Regions from separate parts of the Rattus norvegicus genome. Here region 2 is linked to region 1. Evidence: chromatin contacts called from public Hi-C data. All regions are on one chromosome and are shown on one strand. Each heading gives the region's core, a stretch centred on a gene start, on an enhancer-like site or on the middle of the called end of the contact. The rest is flanking DNA. Distances are from core to core; before and after follow the strand shown. Region 1 holds the start of Brd7 (bromodomain containing 7). Region 2 overlaps Heatr3 (HEAT repeat containing 3).

Region 1 (6,478 bases), core at 2,084-4,583:
CGAGTCTCCAACCTCACCAAGGTAACAGACGTGGTTTGTGGGAAACTGCAGCTACCTTCACCAGAGGAGCTTCACCTTCCCTGTCCCAGTCCTTTTGGCCACCAGGTTGGACTTGGTACCCAGGCTGGATCCATCGCCTACAAAACAAATGTCTCAAGTTTGTCAACCAGCATTCTTCCCTGAGTTTTTTTTTCTAGGTGAAGCTGAGATCTTTTCCCCAGCTGTCAGGATACATAAAGATCCCAGCAACAGCTGGTGGTCATGTTTCCAACTATATGGGGTAGGACTGGACAGAAGCTTGAGAGGGTATTGGGGAGACCAACAGCACCTTTGAGACAAGTAAACTGATAAATCCCCTTTTTTACTGACTTGAAATAATTCACATTGGGTCTTTCTTTCTCTTTCTTCTTGTTTCTCCTATTCCACCTCTTCTTCCTCCTCCTCCTCCTCCTCCTCTACCATCTTCTTCCTCTTCCTCTTCTTCCTCCTCTTCCCCCTCCTCCTCCTCTTCCTCTTCCTCTTCCTCATCTTCCTCCTTCTCCTGGTTTTTTGAGACAGGGCAATAGCCCTGATTATCCTGGAACTCTTTGTAAGCCAGACTGGCCTCAAATTCACAAAGATCCACCTGCCTCTGCCTCTCTCTCTGCCTCTCTCTCTGCCACTCTGCTTCTCTGCCTCTCTCTCTGCCACTCTGCCTCCCTGCCTCTCTGCCTCCCTGCCTCTCTGCCTCCCTGCCTCTCTGCCTCCCTGCCTCTCTGCCACTCTGCCTCTCTGCCTCTCTGCCTCTCTGCCTCTATGCCCCTCTGCCCCTCTGCTTCTCTGCCTATTGCCTCTGCAGTACTGGGATTAAAGGTGTGAGCCTCAAGTCCAGCTCAAATTGGGTTTTCTATCACTTGCAAACGGCAGGGTCCTAAAATATCAGCCTTTCATCTCAACACTGGAATTCAAGATTAAGCTACAGGGCTGGGGTAGCTCGGCTATAGGCCATTTACCTAAAAATGCATTACCTAAAAGTAGCAGTGAAGGGACTCTGGCCAGCTCATGTGTGGCAAGCATGGCTCTAACAGGCCTTGTCCTTCTGCCCATTCTCTCTGCCTTGCTAAATATTTAAAACTAGCCACCAAAGTCTATTCCCTTGTTTGGCTAATTCCTCCTCCTGAAGTTACCCTCCGGGGTCCAGCTATCAAAAGCCCACTTTGGCTAACCTAATTAACATGCCCAGTCAAAATTAAACGCCTCATCCTGGCACTCAGTTTTCTCCTTTTACCTGTGAACCCTGTCTGTCTCCTTTGTATCCAGAGACAGTCCTGGGACAAATACCCATCTCCCTTCTCCCTTGTCCTCTTCCCCTTCTCCTATATCCTCCATCTCCTGCCTTTGTGTCTTACTCCCTGGCCTTTGTGTCTCTGAAGCAACTAAACTTCTTTTGTGCTGAGAACCTGGTCTTGGAGTGTCTTGAGCTGACTTTGAGGTTTCCTACAGAGGTTTACTTCCCTAGCGTACCACACATGGAAATAAATATACAAATCTTGCTGGGAAAAATCATCCAAGAGTCCAACTTGGTGTTGGTTTTTGTTGTTGTTGTTTCAATTTATGTGTGTGAGATTGTATCTAGGTGCACTGAGTGAATGCAGGTGCCCAAGGAGTCAGGACAAAGCAGGAGACATCGCCCTGAAACTGGAGTTACAGGTTCTGTGAGCTGGTGGATGTGTGTATGTACTGGGAACTGAACTCGGGCCTTCTGGAAAAACAGCAAGTGCTCTAACTCCTGCGTCTTCTCTCCACTCCCAAGTCCACTTCTGAGTACAGTAGAAATGATCGCTATCAGATTCTTTCTTCGGGACAAAAAGAAATCGTAAGTTTATTTTACAAAACATATAGGGCACTATAAAGGGCATATAGAACCCTTTGTACTGTGTGTAGTAACTAATGAAAAGGATTGAGACTCCAGTTCAGGCCTGGATTGAATACTGATTCTACATCTGACCCCTACCTTACTTCCTTCTGTGGGCATCCATTTCCTCCATTATAAAATGGAAATATAAATATTACCTGCTTTTTCTATTTTGTAAAATCGTCACACACACACACACACACACACACACACACACACACACCACACATACCACACACACACACACACCACACACACACAAACACACACACACACCACACACACACACACACACACACACACACAAACACACACACACACCACACACACACACACTGACAGGGCTTTGTTTCCTGTGTTTCCCAGACACCTCTGGACATGTGACATTGAGCACTATTTTTAGATAGCATGTCACTATGTAGCCCTGGCTAGTCTGGGATTCAGTCCTCCTGCCTTAGAGTTGCTGGGATGCGCCAGCACACACGCCCACGCGTGCACCACCACACCCACACCCAGCACAAGCAGATCTTAAACGTGGCTTATCTGTGCCAGTGGACAAAATTGTCAGTGAGCCACTGCCCAGAAGGGCTGGGCACCCAGAGATAAGAGAACAGGAAGGGCACTGACCAACCCACGAACAAGTTAGAAGCAGACAAAGCAGCAGGCAGCCTGGGCCTCCCTGGGGAGCCAATAGTTGCAACTTCATCAGCTTTTCTCAGCAAGTTGTAGCTAATTTCTAGACCCTTAGCTTTCTTTTCTTTCCAGTTATTTTAGCATATAAATTGTATTTTTAAACCACAAAGAAAAACATAAAACTAAAGGAATCCATCCCCATACCGTCCTGGTCATCTGAAATAATCAAATTAAGCAGTGCTGTGTTTCCAGCCTTTGAATCCATGCCACACCTTCACTTCCGGTCTCGCTTTCCAAGTGCACTGCTCCACACTTGATGCGTTTTATTTAGTTAACTTCTTGCAGGCTTTACCCTACCGTCAACAAACCTTTGTTTTTGTTCTTTCTGTATCTATTTGTTTGTGTAAGGGATGCAAATGGATGTAAACGTTAGAGGACAACAACTTTCAGGATTAGAGTCTCTCCATCATGTGGAACCTGGAGATCAAACGAAGATCATTAGGATTGGCAGGACCAGTATTCTTGGTTCTGCCAGATCCGGTACAGATGGAGTTCAATACTATTGTTAAAGACAAGAAACAAAAGTGAAGAAAAGTTAAAACGACTCAAGAAAGGAGGGAAGAGAGTCAGGGAAGAAAAAAAGTCAGAGAGGCGGGCCCCGCCTCCGAGCCCGCCCCCAGACACGGCCCCGCCCTCCACCACAGGCTGCAGCGCCGCCTCCGGCCGCCAGGGGCCACTACGCGCCGCAGCCTGCACCCAGACCGCTTGGTGGCCCTTCTCTCCCGCCGGTGCGCCGGCCTCTCGCCCTCCCGCCACTGCTTTCGCGCTTCTGCCGCGTCCCGCGCGTGGTCTTCTCGTGAGGGACCTCGCGCCGCCGGGCGCGTGCCGTCCCCCTGCCTCGCGGCGCGGGGTCTCGCGGGCCCCGCTCCCGCCCTCCGCTCGCCTGGCCCGGACCGGAAGCGGCGCCGCACGGCCTGGGCCTGGCGCGGGGGGCGGGCTCTGGGGCCCGGTGGGACATGGGCAAGAAGCACAAGAAGCACAAGTCGGACCGACACTTCTACGAGGGTGAGGAACCACGGGCCTGCCAGCAGAGCCGCGCCGCCCCTGCCCGCCAGGCCCCGACCCGCGGAGATCCTCCGGCGGGGCGGCGTTCGACTCGGGCCTGCCGGCCCCGGCGGGTGTTCGTGGGGCGCTGGGAGGTGGGGCGCCAGCTCTCGGTCTGCCCCGAGTCAGCCTGCGCCCTGCTCTTGTTTCAGAGTACGTGGAGAAGCCCCTGAAGCTAGTCCTCAAAGTGGGAGGGAGCGAAGTCACTGAGCTCTCCACGGGCAGCTCCGGGCACGACTCCAGCCTCTTCGAAGACAGAAGCGACCATGACAAACACAAGGACAGAAAACGGAAAAAGAGGAAGAAAGGAGAGAAGCAGGCTCCGGGGGAAGAGAAGGGGAGAAAACGGAGGAGAGTCAAGGTAAAGGTGGCTATATTGCTTATGGCCCGTGTCCAGCTCCTTATCCCTCTATCCAGTGGGACACCAAGGGACCTGGGAAGTCTGGCTTTGTGGGAGTAAGACAGACCTGAAGCCTGAATCGCCTGGGAGCTCAGCAAGTCTTGTCTTAGGTATCCTCTCGAGCACTCTCGCTGTCCCCACACATCCTGCAAGCAACTGAGTCCTGGTCTTCTGTGGCTGCCTCAAAGGCTGTTTTTATAATTGTCCTGGAAGGGTGAGAAGTTATTCACCACAAAGCGTGGGGGGTTTTGCAAACGTAGCTGTTCTTCAGAAGTGAAGGCGATCTACAGGTGTCCACATGTTCTTCTGAAATAAGCTATTTTAATGCCAAATCGAGCTGACGAGGTGTGGCGATGGCACGTGCCTGTAATCTCAGCACGCAGGAGACTGAGGCCACCCTGTGCTGCTGCTGCTGCTGCTGCTGCTGCTGCTGCTGCTGCTGCTGCTGCTTAATGCAACTGTCTCCCTAAAAAAGAGTCAAGTTTAAGACTCTTGAAAAGAGCCTAAAATAATTATAAGCCAAGAGTAAAAAATAAACAATCATTTTCATTAAATAGAAAAGAATAAGTATCTAATGTCTTGATTTACCAGGTAGGCTGAATAGTGTGAATTAACTTAGTAACTGGAGCCATCCATATCTGAAATTGTCCTAGAATTCTGTGCTTCCAGAATTTTAGCTGCCTTTAAGTAGCTTGCTAAATTGATCAGTGCTTTTTAAAAGTCATCCTTTCTGAAGCTTGGTTTTAGAATTTTTCTTTGCTTTGTACAGTCATTGGTGAGTAGCCAAGCCTTAGAGATTGTCTCTTTAAAATGTCTTAAATTGTTCAGGAAGGGGAAAATGTTTTAGATGTATTCCTTTCTGCCCTGATTTTGTTGTTTGACCGTGACAGTGGTCTCAGGCTGTGGTCAGGCTGCCTGGTGTTCTCATTTCCTAAGTTACAAAACTGCACAGGCATGAGTCCTTTTGTTCTAACTGAGAACTTTGGAAGTGACCGTGTAGATTGTTTTACCTGTGAGCTCAACAAGACTCGCCTTGATTATTCTCTTGGGCTCTCGGACATCAGGTGTGCAGCTGGCCCAGAACTCAGTATGTAGCTATCATTCTGTTTTTTCCTGTTGCTGGGATTATGGATGGCTTAGAAGCCTAAGAAAAAAATTGAATAGGTAGATTTTGGTATGCTCTCCACATTTAAAAATCTTTGCCCTTGGGTAGACTTCTCATACAGATAACAGAGTTTGAGTCAGTATAGAAAATTAAATTGAAAACTATTTTCTCTCAGAATTTTAAAATTTAGTGCATGGGATTGGGGTGCATGCAGGTACTTGTGGAGCCCAGAAGAGGGTGTCAGATTCCTTAGAGCTGGAGTTACAAGCAGTCAGTCCTAAGCTGTCCAAAGCTGTAAGAACAATGCTCTGAATTGTTGAGTCATCTTTCCATTCCCCCCTTCTCTCAGAATTTTAAGACTGAAAGTTACTCAGACTTTACTTCTTTTCTGGCTGCTGGTAAGGGTCCTGATTCAGTCTGTGACCAGTATTTGCTTTCTTAGAACTTTTGGATTGGCTCTCTGTTGTCATTTTCCTTTAACAGTGGATACAGTGTTTGCACTCTGAGGTGTTTAGCAAAAGTACCTCTCTGATCACTTCCTTCCCTCTTAATTTTTTTATTCTTTGTCTTAGTTTTTTGTGTTCTTTAAGGAAGAACTCAACTTTATCTTCTGAGCCAAGAACGTGTATCTTAAAAGTTTCCAGGTCACGTGCTTATTGCTGTGGTGGTCACTGCTTTGCAGTCTGTTCTCAGGCTCTGCTTTGTACCTTTAAGTCAGTAATTCTGGGGACCCTGACCGGCCAGCCACCTGTATTGTTCAGATGATTCTAAGGTACAGGTCATCTTAAGAATCATAGTATGAAGCCACATGTGACAGCACACAGCACTGGAGAGACAGAGACAGGCAGACCTCTAAGTTCGTGAGGCCAGCCTGGACTACAGAACAAGTTCCAGGACAGCCAGGGCTACACAGACCCTGTCTCAAAAGAAAAGAAAAAAACAACCCATGTTGATAATTATCTTCGATATGTTACTGTGTGCATGTGTTAGGATGTTTCTCTAGACTGCATACACAGAAAGGATTAGGTGAGGACAGAGCAGACCTCTGGCAAGCTTTGCAAGGTAGTAATGGCTGCTTCCCTAATTGCACCACTCAGCTGCCTAAAGCCCTGGTTCCTCAGGGTCTCAACCCCTTTCAAAGGAGCAGAGTGACCTTTCACAGAGGTCACCTAACAGTAACCGCAAAAGGACATTTACAGCGTATCAATGAGAATAATTTCATGGTTGGGGGTCACCACAGTATGAGGAACTATGTCAAAGGGTCACGGCATCAAGAAGGTTGAGGAGCACAGGTCTAGAAAGTATCAGTGTCTTACTACTCCACATTTTTATGTAAACATGT
Region 2 (6,478 bases), core at 2,033-4,532, 210 kb after region 1:
GAGCATTCCTCTTCTACTTCCTGCTATCAAACTGACAGAACCAGTCCAGAGATTTGTGTCTAAGTCATTAGGAGCAGGGGCGGGGGGAGGGGTGCAGCTGAGGAGGGACAGATGGAAGGAATAAAACAGGAGACTGGATAAACCATTATCCTGGAAGCTAAGGAGGAACATTCTTATTTCGGCATATGTTAAATTTTGCTCTTTTCTCTACATATCTGAGTCATGCCTTAAGTTTCCTTTTTTTTTTTTTTTTTCGGAGCTGGGGACTGAACCCAGGCCTTGCGCTTGCTAGGCAAGCGCTCTACCACTGAGCTAAATCCCCAACCCCGGTGGTGTACACCTTTAAGCCCAGTACTTGGGAGGCAGATGCAGGTGGATCATGGCCAGCCTGGTTTACACAGAGTTCCAGGACAGCCAAGGCTATCCAAGAAATCCTGTCTCAAAAACCAAAACAAAACAAAAAGTTTTTTTTTTTTTTTGCCTTAGGAAAACACTGTATTTCATGAGCTCAAGGTTTTATTTCTCTCCTTCCCTTCTCTTTCACTGTGTGTTTTAAACAATTAGCATTCATTCTACCATGGACAATACCCTCAGCCCTCTGCGTGCATGTCTATGTAAGCAGTGTAGGCACCTGAGTGTACACGTGTGCACACACACGGGGTAAAGCAGTCTTCCTCTATCCCAGCCTGCCTCCTTGCCTTGAGGCAGGTTACAGGAGTGGAGAGAGTCCTGAGTGAACATGCATTGTTGACACAGTCACTGCTATGTCAAGGAGCTCAGAACCTCAGACCATGGAGAAACCAAAAGCCTCCTTCTGACCAATGTGTGGGCACCGCTAGTGTCTGTGGAAAATGTCCACCATAGCTTTCTGGCCCAGGATATTTATGACCTGAAGACGTCTCTGTTACAGAGACTGCTCCTACCAAGATTAGCTAAACCCGTGTCCTTGTCTATCTGGATGTAGTAGCCCTACCTCTTTGTTCAGCTGTATGCAATAACCCCATCTCTCTGTCCAACTCTGTATAAGAAACATGAGATTCTGGGGTCTCACAGTCTCTGCAGCTGAGAGCCTAGATCACTGGATGCCAGCTTCATTCCTTCACTATTCTAATGAGGTCTCTCTGTGTCTGTCTCTGTCTCTCGGTCTCTCTCTCTCTCTCTCTCTCTCTCTCTCTCTCACACACACACACACACACACACACACACACACACACACACACACACACACGCCTACTGTTCTGGCTAGCATGGTTGGCCATTGAGCTCTGAGGATCCACCCGTCTACAGCTGCTAATGCTGGAGTTCCAAGCAAATGCAGCCATATCTGGCTTTTTTTTTCCTGGAACACTCTTACTCAATGAGCCATCTCCCAGCCTACAGTACCTCTGTTTTAAATTCTTAAGGAAATACATCTGGCTAATATATTCATATTCAGATCTGTATTCCCAGGAGGGCAGTAAACGTTAGAACTAATCCCTAATTATTTTTTAAGCAATGACATTTCTATCTCGATCTGGTCAGAGTGGGTGTTTCTCCTCTCCTTACTCCTTTTAGGAGCTTCCTGGAAGCAAGACTGCAGACAAGAAGAGTCGCACATGAACACCAGTATCTGACTCCTAGCAAGAACTTCAGATTCTTCAGAGTTCCCTAATAGGTTAATAGGAATTCCCATGTCCGAAGGTAAATGCTGTAATCCAGAACTCCAGACGTAAAGAAAAAGTTTGAGGCCAACCTGGGCTACCCAGGTAGACTGTTTCAAAACCACCTCAACGTCTGAGTGCAGATGGGGTAGAAAAGCAGTATACCTGAATCCTTTAGGACAAGGAAGAATATGAGAGCTCCGCTAAAAGCACCAACATTCCTACCTTCTATACGTGGATATAAAACCAGGCACAGCCCAGGTCAGGCACATCTAGACACCATGTACTCCCGAGAAACACTACTCACAGATACCTCCCTTTAGACACTGTTGCTGGTTTTCAATAATGCTGAGCAAGAGACGTGAGAGGACTGTATGTCCCTCTATATGTCCTGTGATCACAGGGGAGCTGCTGTGGTTCTTATTATGGCATTGTTTGGTCTACAGGAAACTTATAAAAAGCTTGATTCCCACAGAGCACTAAGATTAAATGAGTCATGCAGGCTGAAAAGAAGGCTTAGTGGTTCAATGGTCCTGATGCTAAGCCTAATCTGAGTTCAATCTCCAGGTCCCCCGTGGAAGCAAAAGGACTAATGCCTGCAAGATGCCCTTTGACCTCCACACATGTTCTATGCATAAGCTCCTCTCTCCCAACAAAAATGAAAATCTAATAATTAAAAAAACAAAACAAAACAAAACATAAAACTGTGCTTTGTGGGTTGGAGAGATGGCTCAGTAGTTAAGAGCACTGGCTGCTCTTCCAGAGGTCCTGAGTTCAGTTCCCATCACCCACATGGTGACTCATAACCATTTGTAATGGGATCTGATGCCCTCTTCTGGTGTGTCTAAGGATAGCTACAGTGTATTCACATACAAAAATAAATAAAAATCTTTTTTTTTTTTTTTTTTTTTCGGAGCTGGGGACCGAACCCAGGGCCTTGCACTTGCTAGGCAAGCGCTCTACCACTGAGCTAAAGCCCCAATCCCATAAATAAAAATCTTTAAAAAAACAAAAACTATGCTTTCTAAGTCTTCAAGAATGTAAGAGTTAGGGATGGGGATAAACACTCATAACCCTACTTACTAGGGCAGCTGCAATCAAACAAAATCTACAAGAAAATATATTTACTCTGAGCTATAATCTATTTAAAGAATTCTCAGTAATATAAACTAATCAGAAATGTAAGATGCTGACACAAGACAATTAATTCCAATCAACCTCATGTGAGTCAGGACAAGCCAGCGCTGGTACTGTCCCATGAGAGAATGTGAATTGTATTCTCCTAGCTGAGGTGTGTCACTTTCCTCTGTAGGCTCCTGCTCTTCCTGCCTTCACACTACCTCATCCAGCCGACTGACTCTCTAAACGTTACCCTGTCTCCACAGCTCTCTCTTACTTCACCACTTCAGACAGCTCACTTGGCCCTGTGCCATCTCCAACAGCCTCTCCTCCTCTGCTCTCCCATCTGGAGTTAATCATATGCACCAGGCTTACCGAATTACTCGGGAATTTGATAACAAGTCTACCACCATACTTAGCATCGGGCTAACGTAACCACAGGCTTACGAGTTTGTCTTCCTAAAGGGGATTTCCCCAGTGCAGAAGCTCGGCTGAAGAGTCTCGCCTGTAACTAGCACAGCACTGAGTACACATAAGCAGCACGGGAGGCACGCATCTTCCCAACGGGGTCTGGCCTGTCTTCCTAGATACTCTTGCCTCCAGGCCAAAAACATTCTCCCAAAGCTCGGGTCTACCTACGCTTTCGGCTGAAGTAACTAGCAGCTGCGCACCCTTGCGGCATATCACAGCAGCACGAGCACACCCACTCCCCAACCTCTTCTGCTCAGCAGCAGTGGGGACGGAAGGCTCGCTCTGCTGCTCTGCTAAAGACAGGCATTAAAATAAAAGAGGTAAGAACTCAGTCAAAAAGTAAGAAGAGTAAGATCAGTGTGAAGACTGCCTGGAGGAGACAGGTAACTGAGCTGGGAGTCAGGAAGACAGGTTGCTATTGCTAAAGTGTTCTGAAAGCCCCCACACAGGAAGGTTCCGTTTTAGATAAGAGATATTGTTTCTTGTTTCTTCTACATGGGTACATTTCTCATGTTACAATGAGAATCAACAGGAAATACAACTCTTACTGAAAAATTGCCTAATTTTTTTTTTTTGGTAATGCTATGGAAACCTATAGAAGCAAACTGACATATTAATTCATGTTGAAGGGCTGGAGAGACGGCTCAGCAGTTAAGAGCACTGACTGTTCTTTCAGAGGTCCACGTTCAATTCCCAGCACCCACATGGCAGCTCACAACTGTATGTAATTCCAAGATCTGACATTCTTACACAGGCAAAACAAGCAGGCAAAACACCAATGCACATAAAATAAAAAATAAAATGTATTAATTCATATCGAACATCAATCTGACTTACTGGAAGTAAATCGGAAATAAACGTTTTCCTTCTGAGTTTTCTTTTATGAGGAATTTCTTCCATTTCATCATCTTGAAATTCCATTTCACCATCGCCGTTGGCATTGGCTAGTATGTCCTCGCTCTCTGCGGCATCCTTTAGTCGCTGGGTTTCAGCCTCCTTCATCTGAATGACTGTGTCGCCAGCATTCACCCCCAGAACTTCAGACAACGTGTTTAGGATGGCATTTATGATTTCTGCCTGGCTCTTAGACGGAATAATGTCCTTTAGGTTCCAGATTGTGCCTGGGAAAAAACAAGCACGAAGAAAAGGAACTGCCTATGGAATCTTTATTAAAAATAGGCTCTAACACTGACCGGGTGATACACAGACTGACTCGGTATAATAAGAGGAAATGCTAAATAGTGAAAATAGGTGAAATGTAACTAATTAAACAACATGTAACAGTGAGGGAAGAGCAGTTTCCACTGGGCTGAGTCTTTAGGCTCTAGTGTAACTTCAAAATATCCAGCCCAACTGCCTTTGCTCATCCCGGCTTGGCACACACTTTTCTCTGGTGCAGAACTTGCACACCCTGAGACACTGATCAAGGTTCTCTGAAAGTGTGGGAAGTGCCTTGTGTTCTTCCATTTTCCCCTCAGCTGTTCTTCTCGGCAGCTTTACGTTACAAGTGTACTGGGATGTTTTAATCCTCCAAAACCAAACAGAAGACAGACGGCAAGTTCTCGTTTCTTTCTAACAAAGTAAGATAGTGCTTCCAGGAAGAAACCGGATAATTTTTTACAGTGAATGGCAAGGTCTGGGATGCAGCTCAGCTGGAAGAATGCTTGCCTGGTACGCACGAAGCCCTGGGTTCAACCCCAGGACTGTAAATCAGGGGTGGTGCTGCACCAGTAAGAACACCTCAGGAGGCGGAGGCAGGAGGATCAGAAGTTCCAGGTCAATTTCAGCTACAACACAAGTTATAACCAGGCCATATGAGACCTCATCACCAAAAAAAGTAATAAAATGAAAACGCCACTTAGGCATAACTAAAACCATTGGGAGTAGAGGGTAGAAGACATTAGTCATGATCACTGTGACATAATTAACAAAAAGATTAACCCGGGTGCCCATCTGAGGCTCAACAGACAAACGAAGAATGGCTTCCAAGACAGGCAGCACTACAGAAGGACCCTGTCTCAAAAAACGAAAACCAACCAACCAAAGCCCAAAGAGCAGTAAACACACACACACGCACGCACGCACACACGCACAGGAATACTACTCAGCTTTGGAAAAGAAGAAAACAGCAGAGTGCTGGGTTTGCTCCCCAACATATCATGAACTGGGTATGGTGACACACACTCATATTCCTCGCACTCAAGGAGTAGGGGCTTGCTGTCATCAGACTAGAAGTAAGTTTGAGGCCAAACTGGGCTACAGAAGGCCCTGTTTCAAAGAATAAAAAGAATCAGTACTAATGCATGTTACTATGTAGACAGCCTTGAAAACCTTAGGCCAAGGGAAGTAAGTTAGTCATAAAGGGACAAGTCCAAATGATTCTATTTGTATAAGGTTTTTACCAGAGTCAAATCCATAGAAACAGGAAGCAGAATGGTGGTGTCCAGAGATGGGGAGGGAGAGCAGGGTCAGGAAGTGTTCTCACTTAGTGGATAGAGTCACTCTTCAGGATGAAGAGCATTATGAAGTATATGCTACGGAACTAACCATCAGATCACTTCAGATTTCTATATTCAGAGACACTGGGGCAAAAAAAGAAAAAAAAAAGGGAGGATGAAGCTCATAGAAGAGCAGGTCATGTCTTAGCTGCTCTAAGTGAACTGTGAACTCACTCAGTGGGTCATGGGAAACGGGAAAGCTGGGTACAGAGATGGCTCCGCAGTTAAGAGCACTGATTGTTCTTCCAAAGGACTGCAGTTCAGTTCCCAGCACCCATAGAGCAGATAACAACTATTATAACTCCAGTTCCAGGGGACCCAACACCCTCATACAGACATATACGCAAACAAACCACCAATGCACATAAAGTAAAAATAAATCGTTAAAAAAAGAGAGCAGGGGCTGGAGAGAGATGGCTCAGCGGTTAAGAGCACTGACTGCTCTTCCAGAGGTCCTGAGTTCAATTCCCAGCAACCACGTGGTGGCTCACAACCATCTGTAATGGGATCTGACGCCCTCTTCTGGTGTGTCTGAAGTCAGCTACAGTGTACTTGTATATAATAAATGAATAAATCTTTAAAAAAAAAAAAGAGAGCGGAAAGTCTAAGTAGAGCACTTCTATGTTAGACAAACATAGTTTGTCACACTGGATGGGCTGGAGAGACGGCTCAGGGGTTACGGGCATTGGCTGGTCTTTCAGAGGGCCACTGTTCACTTCTCAGCAGTCACATGGTGGCTCACAACTGTCC

What was found. A called contact is a pair of places that touch in the nucleus more often than the background predicts.
Region 2: a contact with region 1 is called in a Hi-C map of kidney, with 3 times the contacts expected there. The contact joins the enhancer-like site here to the promoter of Brd7 in region 1. A contact is called at or near these places in 4 of 12 Hi-C or Micro-C datasets (the A7r5 cell line, Schwann cells, frontal cortex and 1 more).

What each region holds. Positions count from the first base shown.
Region 1 is chr19:34,878,971-34,885,448 of GRCr8, forward strand. Brd7 (bromodomain containing 7) reads left to right here and starts at 3,334. Exons shown (of 17, transcript NM_001401243.1): 1 at 3,334-3,592; 2 at 3,784-3,992. The coding sequence starts at 3,544. It overlaps LOC120098503 (a long non-coding RNA gene), which reads right to left and starts at 4,504. Exons shown (of 5, transcript XR_010060124.1): 1 at 4,099-4,504; 2 at 56-137.
Region 2 is chr19:35,084,764-35,091,241 of GRCr8, forward strand. It overlaps Heatr3 (HEAT repeat containing 3), which reads right to left. Exons shown (of 15, transcript XM_341654.10): 7 at 4,068-4,351. Among named protein-coding and RNA genes, the nearest start is that of Heatr3, 16 kb to the right of the region's middle. Within about 2 kb of position 3,283, at least 32 of the 93 cell types and tissues checked have an H3K27ac peak or open chromatin away from gene starts, as enhancers often do. A contact at or near this core is called in the A7r5 cell line and Schwann cells, where this site is marked.